5 separate regions of the Mus musculus genome follow, and all the other regions are linked to region 4. Evidence: chromatin contacts called from public Hi-C, HiChIP or PLAC-seq and promoter capture Hi-C data. All regions are on one chromosome and are shown on one strand. Each heading gives the region's core, a stretch centred on a gene start, on an enhancer-like site or on the middle of the called end of the contact. The rest is flanking DNA. Distances are from core to core; before and after follow the strand shown. Region 1 holds the start of Adcy5 (adenylate cyclase 5). Region 2 holds the start of Parp14 (poly (ADP-ribose) polymerase family, member 14). Region 3 overlaps Adcy5 (adenylate cyclase 5). Region 4 holds the start of Sema5b (sema domain, seven thrombospondin repeats (type 1 and type 1-like), transmembrane domain (TM) and short cytoplasmic domain, (semaphorin) 5B). Region 5 has its middle 41 kb from the start of Adcy5.

Evidence for each region. Promoter capture Hi-C pulls out the DNA fragments that hold promoters and counts their contacts. A called contact is a pair of places that touch in the nucleus more often than the background predicts. HiChIP or PLAC-seq counts read pairs in DNA pulled down with a chosen protein or histone mark.
Region 1: a contact with region 4 is called in a promoter capture Hi-C map of embryonic stem cells. The contact joins the promoter of Adcy5 here to the promoter of Sema5b in region 4. A contact is called at or near these places in 20 of 39 promoter capture datasets (the 3T3-L1 cell line, the C10 cell line, the HPC-7 cell line and 10 more), 22 of 484 Hi-C or Micro-C datasets (differentiating embryonic stem cells, embryonic stem cells, stem cell-derived neural progenitor cells and 1 more) and 9 of 115 datasets of contacts at active chromatin or transcription factors (embryonic stem cells and stem cell-derived neural progenitor cells).
Region 2: a Hi-C map of embryonic stem cells shows a contact between it and region 4, with 3 times the contacts expected there. The contact joins the promoter of Parp14 here to the promoter of Sema5b in region 4. A contact is called at or near these places in 7 of 39 promoter capture datasets (the 3T3-L1 cell line, cranial neural crest, embryonic stem cells and 3 more), 8 of 484 Hi-C or Micro-C datasets (embryonic stem cells and nephron progenitors) and 6 of 115 datasets of contacts at active chromatin or transcription factors (embryonic basal ganglia and embryonic stem cells).
Region 3: a promoter capture Hi-C map of embryonic stem cells shows a contact between it and region 4. The contact joins the enhancer-like site here to the promoter of Sema5b in region 4. A contact is called at or near these places in 11 of 39 promoter capture datasets (the 3T3-L1 cell line, the C10 cell line, the HPC-7 cell line and 5 more) and 1 of 115 datasets of contacts at active chromatin or transcription factors (embryonic stem cells).
Region 5: a contact with region 4 is called in an H3K4me3 HiChIP or PLAC-seq map of embryonic stem cells, with 5 times the contacts expected there. The contact joins the enhancer-like site here to the promoter of Sema5b in region 4. A contact is called at or near these places in 17 of 39 promoter capture datasets (the 3T3-L1 cell line, 3T3-L1-derived adipocytes, the HPC-7 cell line and 9 more), 1 of 15 datasets of contacts at CTCF or cohesin (embryonic stem cells), 28 of 484 Hi-C or Micro-C datasets (B cells, Sertoli cells, cardiomyocytes and 16 more), 16 of 115 datasets of contacts at active chromatin or transcription factors (embryonic basal ganglia, embryonic forebrain, embryonic hindbrain and 7 more) and 2 of 9 other capture datasets (embryonic stem cells and embryonic tail).

The regions. Positions count from the first base shown.
Region 1 is chr16:35,153,536-35,156,235 of GRCm38.p6, forward strand. It overlaps Adcy5 (adenylate cyclase 5), which reads left to right and starts at 1,329. Exons shown (of 21, transcript NM_001012765.5): 1 at 1,329-2,700. The coding sequence starts at 2,564.
Region 2 is chr16:35,870,079-35,872,778 of GRCm38.p6, forward strand. Parp14 (poly (ADP-ribose) polymerase family, member 14) reads right to left here and starts at 1,304. Exons shown (of 17, transcript NM_001039530.3): 1 at 1,089-1,304. The coding sequence starts at 1,275.
Region 3 is chr16:35,230,980-35,233,679 of GRCm38.p6, forward strand. All of the region lies in intron 1 of Adcy5 (adenylate cyclase 5), which reads left to right. Gm46550 (a long non-coding RNA gene) reads left to right here. Exons shown (of 3, transcript XR_001781915.2): 2 at 945-947. Among named protein-coding and RNA genes, the nearest start is that of Gm46550, 3.2 kb to the left of the region's middle. Within about 2 kb of position 1,337, at least 25 of the 459 cell types and tissues checked have an H3K27ac peak or open chromatin away from gene starts, as enhancers often do.
Region 4 is chr16:35,539,954-35,542,653 of GRCm38.p6, forward strand. It overlaps Sema5b (sema domain, seven thrombospondin repeats (type 1 and type 1-like), transmembrane domain (TM) and short cytoplasmic domain, (semaphorin) 5B), which reads left to right and starts at 1,409. Exons shown (of 22, transcript NM_013661.2): 1 at 1,409-1,649.
Region 5 is chr16:35,112,837-35,115,536 of GRCm38.p6, forward strand. No RefSeq gene overlaps it. Among named protein-coding and RNA genes, the nearest start is that of Adcy5, 41 kb to the right of the region's middle. Within about 2 kb of position 1,430, at least 2 of the 459 cell types and tissues checked have an H3K27ac peak or open chromatin away from gene starts, as enhancers often do.

The DNA of each region.
Region 1 (2,700 bases), core at 79-2,578, 390 kb before region 4:
TTTTTTTCTCTCCTCCCGGTTTGCAGCTCTGGCAAGGTTTATCTTCAGTTGCCAAGGAGATGAGCAGTGGAGGAGGATGTGGACCTCTAGGCTTCTTGTCAACTTTGGAGGACGGCAGAAGGATGAAGGGGCTGACAGCATACAAGTCACCCTCCCCAAGCAAAACTGCCAGAACTCCGGTTAGGACAGCTTAGGGGGTCAAGGGAGCTGAAGAGGCAGACAGACCCAGATCTTCTACTCAGCTGTCTACTCTTGTCTACCCTTGCCTTTATTCAGGAGTTCCCAGAAGGGTCATTTTTGCTTCCCTGACTGGCAAGGAGACTAGCTTGCCTGTGGGAGCATCTGGGTAGGTGTGGAAGCCAGCGTAGCACTGAAGAAAAGATCTTTGGATTGTGGGTTAGGAGACCTGTGTGGTGTATTCCAAGTTGGCTAAGTTCTTAGAGCCTCAGTTTCCACATTTGCAAATAGGAAATAGCTACACAGGCCCTGTCCCCCATCCGAGCCCATGGCTGTTACTAGAACCACATGGGATTTAAAACACATGAACAGGCAAAGGGCTCCTTATAAACGCCAGGTGTTCCCACAGCTGTCAGTGGTGTTTCCTCTTAGTAACTATGCTCCAAAGTGGTCCTGCTCGCCCCACCCTGGCTGCATCGGCCTCACCCACTGCTAGCAACTCCATCTTTTCCATCGCTGTCTTTCTGTGCCCCAGACATCCTCAGTCTCTGCATCTCCCTAGTTCATTTCCGGGTCTGGCTCTGGGTCCCTCCGTCCTCTCTAGGGACTCTGTCTCCAGTTCCCTGCGGCAGTAGCGGTCGGGGCGCCCCCCACCCGGCGCGCCCTCCGTTGGCACCGTCGCCGGGCCACAGAATCGCCCAATAAGAGCGCCGGACTCGAGTCTGACAGCTCTGGAAGCGGCCAATAGAGCCGGACCAGAGAAGGGGGGAGCAGCACCGTAGCTGAAGTTGGGCTGAATGGGGGTGGGGGAGAAAAGGGTAATAAAAAGAGGGGAGATAGGACTGGGGTCGCAGGACCCGATCGGGGGTGGATTGCCCGCTACCCAGGTCCGACGAGGGATCCGCCCGTTGACCCGGCTCCAGGCACCAGGGAGGGAGGGGCGCAGTGAAAATATAGGTGAGGAAGGGGAGCGGGGGTCCCTGCGGCTCCCGGGCCCGGCTTGAGTATGTTCGCGGGGTGCCGGGGCCAGGACGCGGGCGGCGGCAGGGCAGAGGGCGGAGGCGGCCGCACGCCGCTGTGAGCCGAGGCCCGAGCGGCGCGGGGGGCGGGGAGGCGGCGGGAGGAGGGGATGCGGAGGGCGCTCCGGCGGCGGCGGCGGCGAGCGGGCGAGAAGGGAGGAGCGGCGCGAGCGGCCGGAGCGGCGCAGGGCCCGAGGCGTGCATGGCGCGCCCGGAGCCGGGCTCCCTCGGGCCCCTCGGGAGCGCCCCCGGGGCGCCGCGGCTCTTCGGCCGGCCCTTATCGGCCGGCTGCTGTTGAGCCGCAGCCCTCCATCGCTGGATGCCGTGGTCCCCGGGAGAAGCCCGCCTGCGTTGGGGCAGAACGGCGGCGGCGCTGCGCCGGATTCCGCCCTCCGCGTAGTGGTTCTGCGCTCGGCTACGGTGGGCCAGCCGCCGGCAACGAGGAACCCAGGGCTTGCGGAGCTAGCGACTCAACCCTCGGGACCTGCCGGAACGGGCCGGCCTGCTGGGTCTGGGGGACAGGAGGAGACGAGAGGGGAAGGGCCGCACCGCAGGAGCCGGTCCTCGCCCCCGCCCCCTGCGCGGGCACGCCGGAGGCTCTGTTCGCCTTTCGCGGGGGCCACGCTCCCACTCGCGCCTCCGGAGGTGGGGGATGCGGGCGACGGCCCCCCCGGGCTCCAGGACCCTCCTCCCCGGGGCTCCGGAGCTCTTGCTCCGCCCGCCGCCCCCTCCCCCGTCCTCTCCACCCCCCATCCCACCTCCCCACCCCTCGTAAGAAAATAATGCTGGCAGGAGCCTGCACCTCCCAGTCGCTCCCAGTGCGCTGCGAGCAAAGGGCACCCGCTGCGTCTCCGTGCCGGGACCCCTGCCGAGCCGCCCTCGCCGCCACCTTGCTGGGAGAGTCGCTGCTCTCGGCTTAGGCAAAAGCCACGAGCGCCGCGCCCGGGAACTGCCAGCTTCGGAGAGGCGCCGCCCGCAAGGACACCTCTCCGTCCCGCCTGCTCCTCAACTCCCAGCCTGAGCTCGACGCGAGCCAGGAGTCCGGACATCTCTGCGTCCGGCGCAGCAGTCAGAGCTGTCCCCACTGCCACCGCTCGGAGCCAACTCCGTCTCGGACCTGGGACTCTGGACTCTAATTCGTAGCTACTTCTCACCTCGGGGCTGCGCTGTCTCCCCGCTAGCCTTCCCGTTGTCCTCCACCGCTCAGGACGGGGGTGCCACGATGTCCCGCTGCTGCGCAGGGCCCCGGGCCTCCCTCGACGTGTGACCCTAGCCTGGTCCCCCTGCTTGGCTGTCCGCCCTCTCCTTGGAGACCCCCGGCCCGGCCCCCGGGGGAAGAGGAAGAAGACGACGAGGCCGAGGGGGGGATGTCCGGCTCCAAAAGCGTGAGCCCCCCGGGCTACGCTGCACAGACAGCGGCGTCGCCAGCGCCCCGGGGAGGCCCGGAGCATCGCGCCGCTTGGGGAGAAGCCGATTCCCGCGCCAATGGCTACCCCCACGCCCC
Region 2 (2,700 bases), core at 54-2,553, 330 kb after region 4:
TTGTGGTTGGGGTCACCTCAACCTGAGGAACTGTGTTAAAGGTCTGCAGCATTAGGAAGGTTGAGAATCACTGATCTAGGAAAAGTGAAAAATGAGATTCTCACTTTACTAGCTAGCTGCCCATTGAGGGCTCCCTTGTGAAATCAAACCTGTGTTTTCCGGAAGGGATCAGAGCTAAGCAGGTCTCTTGTGCCCTCCTACCCAGGCTTCCTGAAACCCTGTGTTACACCTTTCTCTTGTTTTCATTTTTTTTTTTTTTTTTCCTTCTTGGGTCTTTGCTGGGCTGTTACCTTGCCCACTGCCCGGTCTCCTCAGCCTCCTTTCCTCTCCTCTGGCCCAAATGTTCCCTCCATCCTGCACTCTGAGGATGACCCTGGTCTGCAAAATCTCTGATATTAACACATGGTGGCTTTCCAGAAGTCACAGATCTGGGACTTCCATTCACCCACCTGAGCGAGAAATGAAGGCTGGGCCTCCTTTGCAGAAGGCCAATAGAGGTGGGGAACATTCAACTGCTTAACTGTTCAGGAACCTTCCAGAGATGAGGGAACACCCCCAGTCCCTATCCCAACCTGGGTTCCAAGCTTACAGCCACCTCAGATCATCTTGGGGCTGAAGGACGAGGTAGGAACAAGACACCACCACCCATTACCCACCCCTGCCCTGTCCCTCCCTCCTCCACTGAGGCACAAGAGCTCTAGGGCTTTTCACTTCTCAAGCTCATCTCCCTAAGAACCCTGCGGTGCTAGCGGACCCTGGACTCCTCCCGTTTCTTAATTCTTTTCCTGCCCCACCTGAATAATAAAAACAGGACAGTTAAAACAACAAACAAGGGCTGGAGAGATGGCTCAGCCGTGAAAGGCTAGGCTCACAACCAAACAACAAACAAACGAACACGGGAAGGTCCACAGATTGCTTCAGGGAGCGACTGGGAAAGCAAGGGGAACGCCACTCCCGGTTGCGCTCGCCACGCAGATTCTGCCTCCAGGATCTCCCGCACCGAACGAGCTGCAGCCGAGGGCTAGACCTGGCACCCATGGTCCCAAACCCCGCGCGAGGCGACCCTCCCCGACCTTCGCGCCCCTCACCATCCTCCGGGGAGAAGAGCACCCGGAAGCGTGCTGGGTTCCCCGGCTCCGGGACGACCTCGCACTCCCCTCCTCCGGATTTCTTCCGGCTCTGGAAGTACACTTGCAACTTGTTGATCAAGTTCTTTGGGGGGTCGGGGCCCCAAGAGCCCTCGACCAGCAGCGGGAAGGAACCCGACGCTGCCATCCTGACTGAACTAGGAAGCGGCGACTGCTGGGTCGTCCAAAACTGCTCAGAGTTTTAACATTGAGATAACTTCTTTCGCTTTCATTTCCTGGAAATCCCTCCCCGTCCTTAGTTTCTATCTTCACCTCGCTATCCCAGGATTGGAATAGTGCAACAACAACAACAACAACAACAACAACAACAACAACACACACACACACACACACACACACAGAGCTACCACCCACCCACCCCCAGGCACTTTGTTCTCCTGCTCTCAACAGAAGCCAGTCAATCCTCCACCCGAGCTCTAGCCTCCAGGCCACCTCCTTAGCAGCTCCAGAGCTGGGCCCCGCCCGCACTCCACCTGAGCTACAGCTGAGCCCTGCTCCATCACTAGGATAGTTTCTGCATACCTGAAAACCCACGCTGTATAAGAGAAGGAAAACGATCCTCTCAGGATGCTCCCTGCTCACTTGGGGGACCACCCGAGGGCATCTGACCTGACTTTCCTGCTTCAGAATTCTGTTTTCTCATCTGTGCATACTTTGTGTTTACAAACTCCCAGTATTGAGGAACGCGTGCTGGCGTCCATGCTTTCTGGGTGTTCAACGGAGGGACACAGGTATGGGGACACAGGAGACGGTCGACAACTCTAGGGAGAAATACACAGGTGTTGGAGCAGAAGAGCATGGGCTCCCAGCCCAATTATGGAAAGATCAGGTAGCACTTCTGGGCAAGGGACGTGCTACCCGAGAGCCTAAGAACTACTAAGAAATGACCTTAGATGGTGGGTCTCTGGGGCTTTGTGGTTCACTTACACAAAATAACTTAGGCTGCTGCATGGTGGCTGAGTTCGACAGGAGTGAGAGAAAGCCAGGCTGACCTGGGTGCTCAGGAGAGGGCTCTGGTCCCGCTACTGGTCTAGGGCTCTTGGGGCTCCGACACCCGCCTCCCCCATTCCCCCTCCTAGGAAGAACGTGATGGCCTCTAAGCTGCCTTTGGAGACAAGATTGGCCGAAAGATATGAACAGTTCATCCAGGAGTGGTCCAAGCAACAGGAGTGAGGTGCGCCTACTGTGACCGGGATAAGAAGAGACTGGGAATCTGTATATCCTTAACGCGTGATGAGCGAATATTTGGGATACGCATTAAAGCAGGCTTTGCCGGTCCAGGGCTAGAGTATGGTGACCCCCTCGGGGCCCCTGGTAACACTATCTGATGGAGAACAGGGACGATGGGGAGTCTGAAGAGGACCGAGGTCTGAAAAAAAGGAAGGAAGCCGAGGCAGCACTCAGAGCTTCCCCCCTCCCCCCCCCCTTTTTTTTTTTTTTTTCTAGACAGGGTTTCTCTGTATAGCCCTGGCTGTCCTGGAACTCACTTTGTAGACCAGGCTGGCCTCGAACTGCCTCTGCCTCCCAGTGGTGCTGGGATTAAAGGCATGTG
Region 3 (2,700 bases), core at 87-2,586, 310 kb before region 4:
GAGAGAGAGCAGACAGTCTGTAATCCAGATCAGATCATTTGCTATTCCCAAGCCTTTTCATGAGGCTGCAGAGCTATCCTCCCACTCAAGGGACATACAGACAGGTCTTAGGGCTCATCTCTCTGATGATGGAGATTTCTTCTCCAGCCCTTAGTGGCCATAGTATGTACTATTTTCATCTGAGCAGCTTTTGCTTGGTTTTGACACAGGTGGGAACCCCTCTGGGCCCCATGTCATGATCAGGGTCAGGCAACACTGACTGCAGGTCTGGGACGTTCTTCATGGGTAAGCTGGGATATCTGAGACCTCGTAAGGATCCGTTAGCCTTCAATTCCCTGGCTTAGCAGACAAGGGGTTACTGGTACCCGCTGTGTGTTTGCCTCCGTTCAGAATGATGGAGACATGATGGGTTAGTACAGAAAGAAGCCAAGCCAGACCCGGTGGCATCTTCAGCCATTCCTCACTGGGTCAATCACTAGGAGCACTGCTAGCCCCAGCCCATGCTGTGTCGCACCCCTGACACCTGTACACACTGTCTTGTTACAGGAGTCATCAGTACCACCGTAGAGATGAATGCAGGCTACGTGGCTTCCAGGAGGCTTTATGCTTTTCCCAAGTCACAAGGCTGGACTTGGCATGTCCTGGCTCTCAACATAGCATCCCATCCATTGTGTCTCCTCACCTCGGGCACTCTCAGAACCCAAAATTCCCTGCTGAAGCACCTGGCAGAGCTGGCAATACGGCCTAGTATGAGAAACACCAGGTGCCCCTTTGTCCATGAGGCAGTGGATTCATCCAGGACAGCCCTCACTGAAACTGTCCTCAGTCTGTCCTCTATTTGCAGTTGGATGGGAATGGCTGGCTGGAAGTTTCCCTTTCTCTGTAGTGGTTTTCTTTTAAGCCTTCCCACATTTTGACTGGCCATGGCTGGGCATATAGCTCAGTTGGTCGAATCCTTATCTAGAGTTCAGGAGGCCCTGGGTTGCGTCTCCAGTGCCTACACAGCCTCTGGGTGATGACACATGTCTGTCATCCCAGCCCTTGGAGGGAGAGACGAGGGAAATCAGTAATTTGTCTTTTGCTACATAATAAGTTTGAAGCTAGCTTGAGCTGTATGAGAAAACACATTTTGCCATCCCTGGAGGTGAGGAGATGGGAAGGGATATAGGTGGCTGGGGTGGGCAAAAAGTTAGGGGTGCATGGGAAAGCTTGGAAGTGCTGCCTTTCACCTGTAGGGTAGAAGCAGGAAGTTGGCGTTTAGGTGCGGCCGCATTTCCCTCCCCTGAACCCTTTCCCTCCACCCCCACCACCCCCATCCCCCTCAACTGTCACCAGTGCTCACGCAGAACAATGAGCGCTTGTCTGACTCGGTGGAAGCAGGAGGAGGAAGCCGAGCCTGGGAGAGGATAATTGTTCTCCAAGTTGAGATTTTTTGGAAGAGAGAAACTTTATTGCACTTGGATTATAAATAAACTTCTCTCCCACAAACCTTCTTGCCAGGCCACAGAGCAAACTCTTCCTTCTGCCAGAGGTCAGGGAGCTGCAGTAGTCGTTGGTGGGTGGGTGAGGCCACTGTGCTGAGTTTCCAAGGCGCCTCTCAGCCCCTGAGCCTCTTCTCATTCACACGCCGCCTCCTTCAAACCCTATCTAATGTGGGAATGTCTTTGCTTTTCCACACTGCCCCGTCTTCATGGTTCCCACAATGTCGTCAGGAGCCTTGGCGTGGCATTGGTTCTGAAGAGCTCTGGCTTCCTCTGGGATTCCCCACAGATCCAGGATGGGCCAGGTGGGTGTGGGCTGTGCAGTGTGCTACAAGTCAGTGGTGCCCTGGGGAGCCAGCCGGCAGGGATAAACTAGGGGTTTCAGAGGATCCTATAAGTAGCATCTTACTTGTATTTTATACTGATAAGACTGTAAAGTGCCCTTCCTAGGCGGTCGGAGGCCCAGGTGGACTTTTCCAGGGGGCGAAGGCCTTGGCTAATCCTCCACTTTTCCTGTCTATATATGCATGGAAGCTGACATTTACAATGGAACGGGACTTGCCCAGAGCTACAGTGTTCATTGTTTTCAGATCCAAGCTTAGACACAGTGGCCTCCAGGAGACTTCACTGCTCAGAGAGGTGCCCCTTCCCTGCCATGAGTTTAAATTCAGGCACCTCCAGAAATTCTCCCATTTTGCAGCATGCTAGAGAAGTTGATGTCTAGCTTGGTAATGTATCTACATAAACCTGGAGACTTCTGTCATCACATGTGTGTCCCCACCTGATGAGGTTAGACCCGAGGTCTAACCTCAAACATTAGCCCCCCAACGACCAGTTCCTCTTTCTGCCACCTCACTTGCTGCTCTGTGAGCTGCAAAGAGAGGCTGCCATTAACATTGCCCTCTGAAGACTGCTCAGAACCAGACAGCTGGGTCTGGACCTTCAGAAATGATCCCTAAGGATAGAGAGAGAGGCAGGCCACTCTGTCTCGACAGTGGACCACCAGTCGTACTATTCTGCAAGTCAGCTTATGCTCTGTCCCTCCCCCCGGCTTTCTCTTTGTTCAGTAACAGTGCCATCCAAGAGGAACATAAGGAGGGCCACATGCACAGTGTTAGCTTTCCCATCAGCTAAAGAAGAAGAAAAAAATGCAACAACAAAATACCCAGAGGTACAAGAAATTCCAAGTGCCCATGGCTATTTGTGGCTACTGTGGTGG
Region 4 (2,700 bases), core at 159-2,658:
TTTTTCTGTTGCCCTAGAAAGACTATCTCTCTGAGGTCTGGTACTGTTTCCCTTTTCACAGCACCTCATAAAGGGCTTCCTTAGAGCACACCCTTTCTGTTCCACTACCCTGGAGGTACTGGAGGGAAGCATCCCGGGATTCCTACTGCCTGCATCCTGGGACTCCTACCGCCTCCATCACTATCTCCATCCTTCTGCATTTTTCCGAGGTTTCATTTTGTAACACGAAGTGCTTCACCTGGAATCGGTTCTAATTCTCCAAAGCATTCCAGAGAGACTCTTAGCGTTTTTATTCCCCTAAAGCATTATTTGGCGGTTTTCTCTGGTTTTCTCTTAGAAGCACACTTCTCTTGTTTTGATTGTTCAGGTCCTTTGTCTTTCCCACTTTTTCACTTCCTTAGCTCACCTTATTTTATAATTAAAGTACCTCTTCTGTTCAGCAGAGGGCTCCCTTTCCATCCGTGCTTGTAGCCCTAGCATCTAGGATTTGAAGCTTGCGCTCCTCGACTTTCTCTGTCGACACTAGATCACTTAACTTGGAAACAATCCCACCTAGCTTGGTGTGGCTGCGCTAAGGGTCCCTCTGCTGCGGACATTACTCCGTTCCTCTAGGATTGAACATTCTTTGGATACCCTCCCAGTGTTCCTGAAGCCATTTCACTCCCTGGATCCCCTGCTGGTTCTTCATACGAGGTTCGGTAGGGTGCACATCACTAACGTCAATTTACAGCCGAGGAAACTGAGACTTAGAGAGATTCACCCAAGATCTTGTAGCTTGTGAGGTTAACTAGCAACCGGTCAGCTCTGGCTTTTCGGTCCAGCCCAGCAGCTTAGCATCTCGCTGTTGCTGGAGTTGATTACAATCTCCCGGGTTTAGTACGCGGTCCTTTTCTCATTCATATTTCAAATCCACAGGCAGAAAAATGTTTCTACACAGCTAAAGGGGCTGGGGTATTGGGGACCCCAGGGTGTGTGTTGGGGGGAGAGCTTTCTCAGGCTCCAAGTTGGGGTCGGTTTGAGATGGGGATGGCAGAGAACGGTAAGGTAAAACCTAGCAAAAGATGGCAAAGGCTAGAGACCTAGGACAGAGGCAGCTTCTGTCCACCCATCCCCATAGCTCGCAAGCTAGGGGCCGGAGTTCTGCTAGGGGGCGAAATCGGGATGCAGGGCGCCCCCTCGCGCTCTCCCGCTCTCCTCCGGGCTGGCGGGTGAAGCGCCAGCAGTCGCAGGTCCTCTCCATCCCCCTCCTCCTTTTCTCCCCCGCTCCCCTCCTTCTCTCCTCTGGCTTCCAACTCCTCCCCCACGCCTCCCCCCCACCCCACCGCCTGCTCCCTCACTCTCCTCCTCCCGGCTCGCTCCGGCGCGCGGGGTCTGGAGCTAGTTGGAGCGCGGGGGTTGGTGCTGGAGCCCAGCTCCGCCGAGCCCCGCCGGTCGGCCGCGCATCCAGCGGCTGTTGGAGCAGCCGGAGCGCAGCCGGGCCCGACAGGAGTCGGAGACTGCGGCGGAGCGCTGAACCCGTAGTCCGGAGCCTTGCTGTTCGGCCGCCCCATTCCCAGACCGGCCACCAGCCCTCGGGTTCGTCGCTGTGGTCCGCACCGCCCTGAGCCCAGGGCCGCGGGGAGCCCGGCACCTGCGCGTGCTGCCGGGAGGTGAGTCCGGGAGCTTCCGGAGCTTTTTCCCTCGCCAGCTGGGGCTGTGAGTTGCAAACTTCAGCAACTAGGATAGGTAGAGGGGTGGGAGTCCGGGGGCGCTGGTAAGTTGGAGGCACGTTGGGGAGGCTTCAGGGGGCTGGAGCGCGGGTCCCGGGGCTGTCTGGGGCTACCTCGGCTGGGGCGCCACCGGAGCTGCTGCGTTCCTGACACCCGCTCGCTCTGGCTTCTGGCTCCACTGGGCTGCGATCAGCGCGTCTAGGCTGCAGCCGCGGCGGAGACCCAGATCGCGGGCCTGGAGTAGGGGGACTGACCAGGGAAAGGCTGGGGGAGCGAGGGGGCAAAGGAACGGAGACTGGGCCGAGACAGAGGTTCAGCAGAGGGCGGGCGGGGAAACCTGGCAGAGGAAGAGTGCGGGCGGCGAGGCGCGTGGGAACGCGTGGCCGGCCCAGAGTGTGAAATCTCCCGCGCAGGGACGTCCCCCATGCCGCCGCCACCAACCCGGCCCTCGCCTGATTCTTCCTAGACCCCTCCACCCCCTAGGCTACTCCAGCCTTAACTGGGCCCTTCGGAGCCCACAGTGTCCTCTAAGGCCCTGGATGGAGCAGCCCGGGGCCCCTTGCTCCTGCCTCAGCCAGTGAAGCGGGTGCGGCGGCGGGAACCTGGGACTAAAGGGGCGATTTCCTGATTTATTTTTCTCATGGTAATTTGTCTTTGTGATTGGGGCTGCCCATTCACTTTCCGCTCACGTCGTGCGGGAGATCCAGCGCGGAGGGAGGGATGGGGGGGGGGGTTGCGCTTGGGCACAAGGAGGGATGCGAACAGGAAAGGGGATCCGGGGACCCGAGCCGGCGGGAGCGGAGACAGAAGTAGCAGCAGGACCCGCGGAGAAAAAGCGAAGGTGAAGAGGATCGGCAGAACGATGTGGGCTCCGTTGCGGGCCTCAAACTTTAAAGAACCAGACGACCACCTGAAGCGCCGATCTCATCCCTTCTGGTTGCTTTACCGGGGCCCGGTTCTGAGTCGTCTCGCCCCGTTGCGCCAGACATGA
Region 5 (2,700 bases), core at 180-2,679, 430 kb before region 4:
CATCAGAACCATGAGACTCTGCATCATGATCAGCATCCCTCTTCCTTGGGGAGGGGCTGATGCGTAGGCATCTCCCTGGGAACCAGCATCCTCCCTCCCGTCGGCAGCCATCTTGTGGCACTGTTCTGTGTGCTTTAGCCTGTGCTGTTTTTCTCCTGTTTTCTAGGCCATTGTCTTCCGTCTCCTTCCTAACTCACTTTCTCACACACCAGGGTATGCCTCAAGAAGAATGCATGAGTCCACCCTGCTCCTGCTTACACCTGCAGCCCATGTTTTGCTCACTCCTGTCCGTGGTTGTATTTGTAGGGCCATGTGGAGTTCGACAGTGGGTGTGTCCACAGCATGCTTGTGGAAGTCAGGAGGACTGGGGTAATCCTTTCTCTCCTTGCCCCGTGTGGGTTCTGGGAATTGAACTCAGGCTGTCCTGATTGGCAGCAGCCAGTGCCTTTACCTGAGAAGCCATCTCCCTGGCCCTCTTATGGAGAATTTTGAAGAACATTGTAGGACTCTTGATCTTGGAGGTTCTGACTCAGCTTCGAGTCTCATTCTAACCCAAGAACTCTGGCCAGCAGGGCCAGAGCAGATCTAGCCTGGGGAAAGGTTCTACTGGACACTTGCCATTTTTTTTTTTTTTTTTAATCAATTGCCAACAACTTAAAACTGAAAGACACCATTTAGTCTTCAAAAGGCAAGGCGTCGGGAGTGGACATTCCCCATGAGGCCTTGCTGACACCCAGGGAAGACTTCCCGTGTTGGATCTGATGCTAAGGGAAGGAGCAAGTTCTCAGCCCAGTGCTGTCTGTATAAAGCCTGCCACTCAGCCTGCCACTGACCACTCAGGTCCTGGAGGCCGCTGGAGCAGGTACTAAGATGGGGAACAGATCTCAGACTTTGAGCTCCATCTGTATGCCTCTCTAACCTCCACAGGGAATCCATAACCGTCTATTCACCCTTCCAAACTGAAACTCCTCTCCTTCCCTTACCTGGCACAAACCATCATCCCCTACAGCCCCCCTCTGTTCCCCTTCTCCCCTCTGAATGGCCTCCATCAGACAACCACACAAGGCAAGCCCTAGAGCCATCTCCTCTCTTCTGGGTCCTCACCCATCCTTACTTTACTCCGTTGTTAAATCCTGTTGATATTACCTCCTGGGGATCCACTGAGTCTATCTGCTTCCTCACTGACTCCTCCCTGTCTAAGCCAACATCGATGCTGTCTGGACCACTCCCTCTCAATGAGAAGACAATAGAGGCCTCTGAGCTCTCCTGCTCCCCACCACCACCATTGCCCACAGAGCTTTTTGAAAATACAAATACGTCCTTGTGACTGTTGCTGATAAGGTGAAGAAGAGACCCCTGAACACAGCCAGGACCCACCTGTGCCCTGTGCCCGCTTCTGTCCCCAGCACCTCTGCTTCCTACATTCAAGAAGCCTTGCACTGTTCCCATGTCCTATTCTCACTTGGCCTGTTTTCCCACAATCCCTCAAGGGATGATATTCACTCTCTCTGCACCCAGATAACCCTTTCCCATCTTCCGCTGTCGGCTGTGGCCTTGCCCCTTGAAGTGGTCCAAGACCAGTGCTGGCATTTCTCCCAAGCACCCCACAGTGGTAAAGTTGCCAGAATGCAACATGAAGCCAAAGACCCAATCTACTTTAAAATCAGATAAACGGTGGGTGTTCTGGCGAGTCTCCTGCAGGGTGTTTAGTTTCTAAATTACACGAGCATACCTATTTCAGATCACTGACCCCACCGCTGTCTCTCCTCAACTTCCTGTGCAGACTGTGGGCTCTCTGATAGAGGACCCTTCCCAGGCCTGTGTTGCATTATGATGCCTGCCTGCCACTGCAGCTAGCTGGGTACACAGGCAGGAGGTGAAAAGATGTTTTGACTGGAATCAGGTTCTAGATTCTAGGAAAAACCTGAGAAAGGCAGTGTGTTGCAGACCCACAGGCCCCAACGCTCACAGTTCTCTCCCTCCACTGTGCTGTCTCCCCACCCTCACCCCCATTCCTGGAATGAAGCTTCATTCTACATGAATGACATGGGCAGCCTCTCAGAGGTCCTGAAGCCTAGTTGGTGACTTGTACCCATAGTCCCAGGTCATTTTAGCCTAGGAGTTCAACATCCGGGGCATATAGTAAAATGTTATCTTAAAGAAATAAAGAAAGCAGGCTGGAGAGATGGCTCAGCAGTTAAGAGCAGAGGCTGTTCCCGAGGAGAATTTGGGTTTGGTTCCCAGAACCCACACGGCATCTTACAACCTAATGTGACTCTAGTCTCAGGAAACCCCTCTGCTGGCCTCTGTTGGCACCAGGCATACATGTGGGGCCCATACATGTGTGCAGGCAAACACATACAAATAAACAATTTTTTTTTTTTATTTTAAAGAAAGGTGTAGGGAGGTGGTTCAAACTGACAAAGTGTTTGCTGAATAAGCATGGGAACTGGAGCTCTGCACCCACTTAAAAAAAAAAAAACAACAACAACCAAACCTACAAGAACAACAAAGGCATCAGGCCTGTTGGAGTTCCCTATAGTCTCAGTACAGGGGAGTCAGAGGCAGGCTCCCTAGGCCACACTGGCACTCAATCAGACAGCTCCTGGTTTAATGAAAGACTTCATCTAAAAGAAAGAAAGAAAGAAAGAAAGAAAGAAAGAAAGAAAGAAAGAAAGAAAGAAAGAAAGAAAGAAAGAA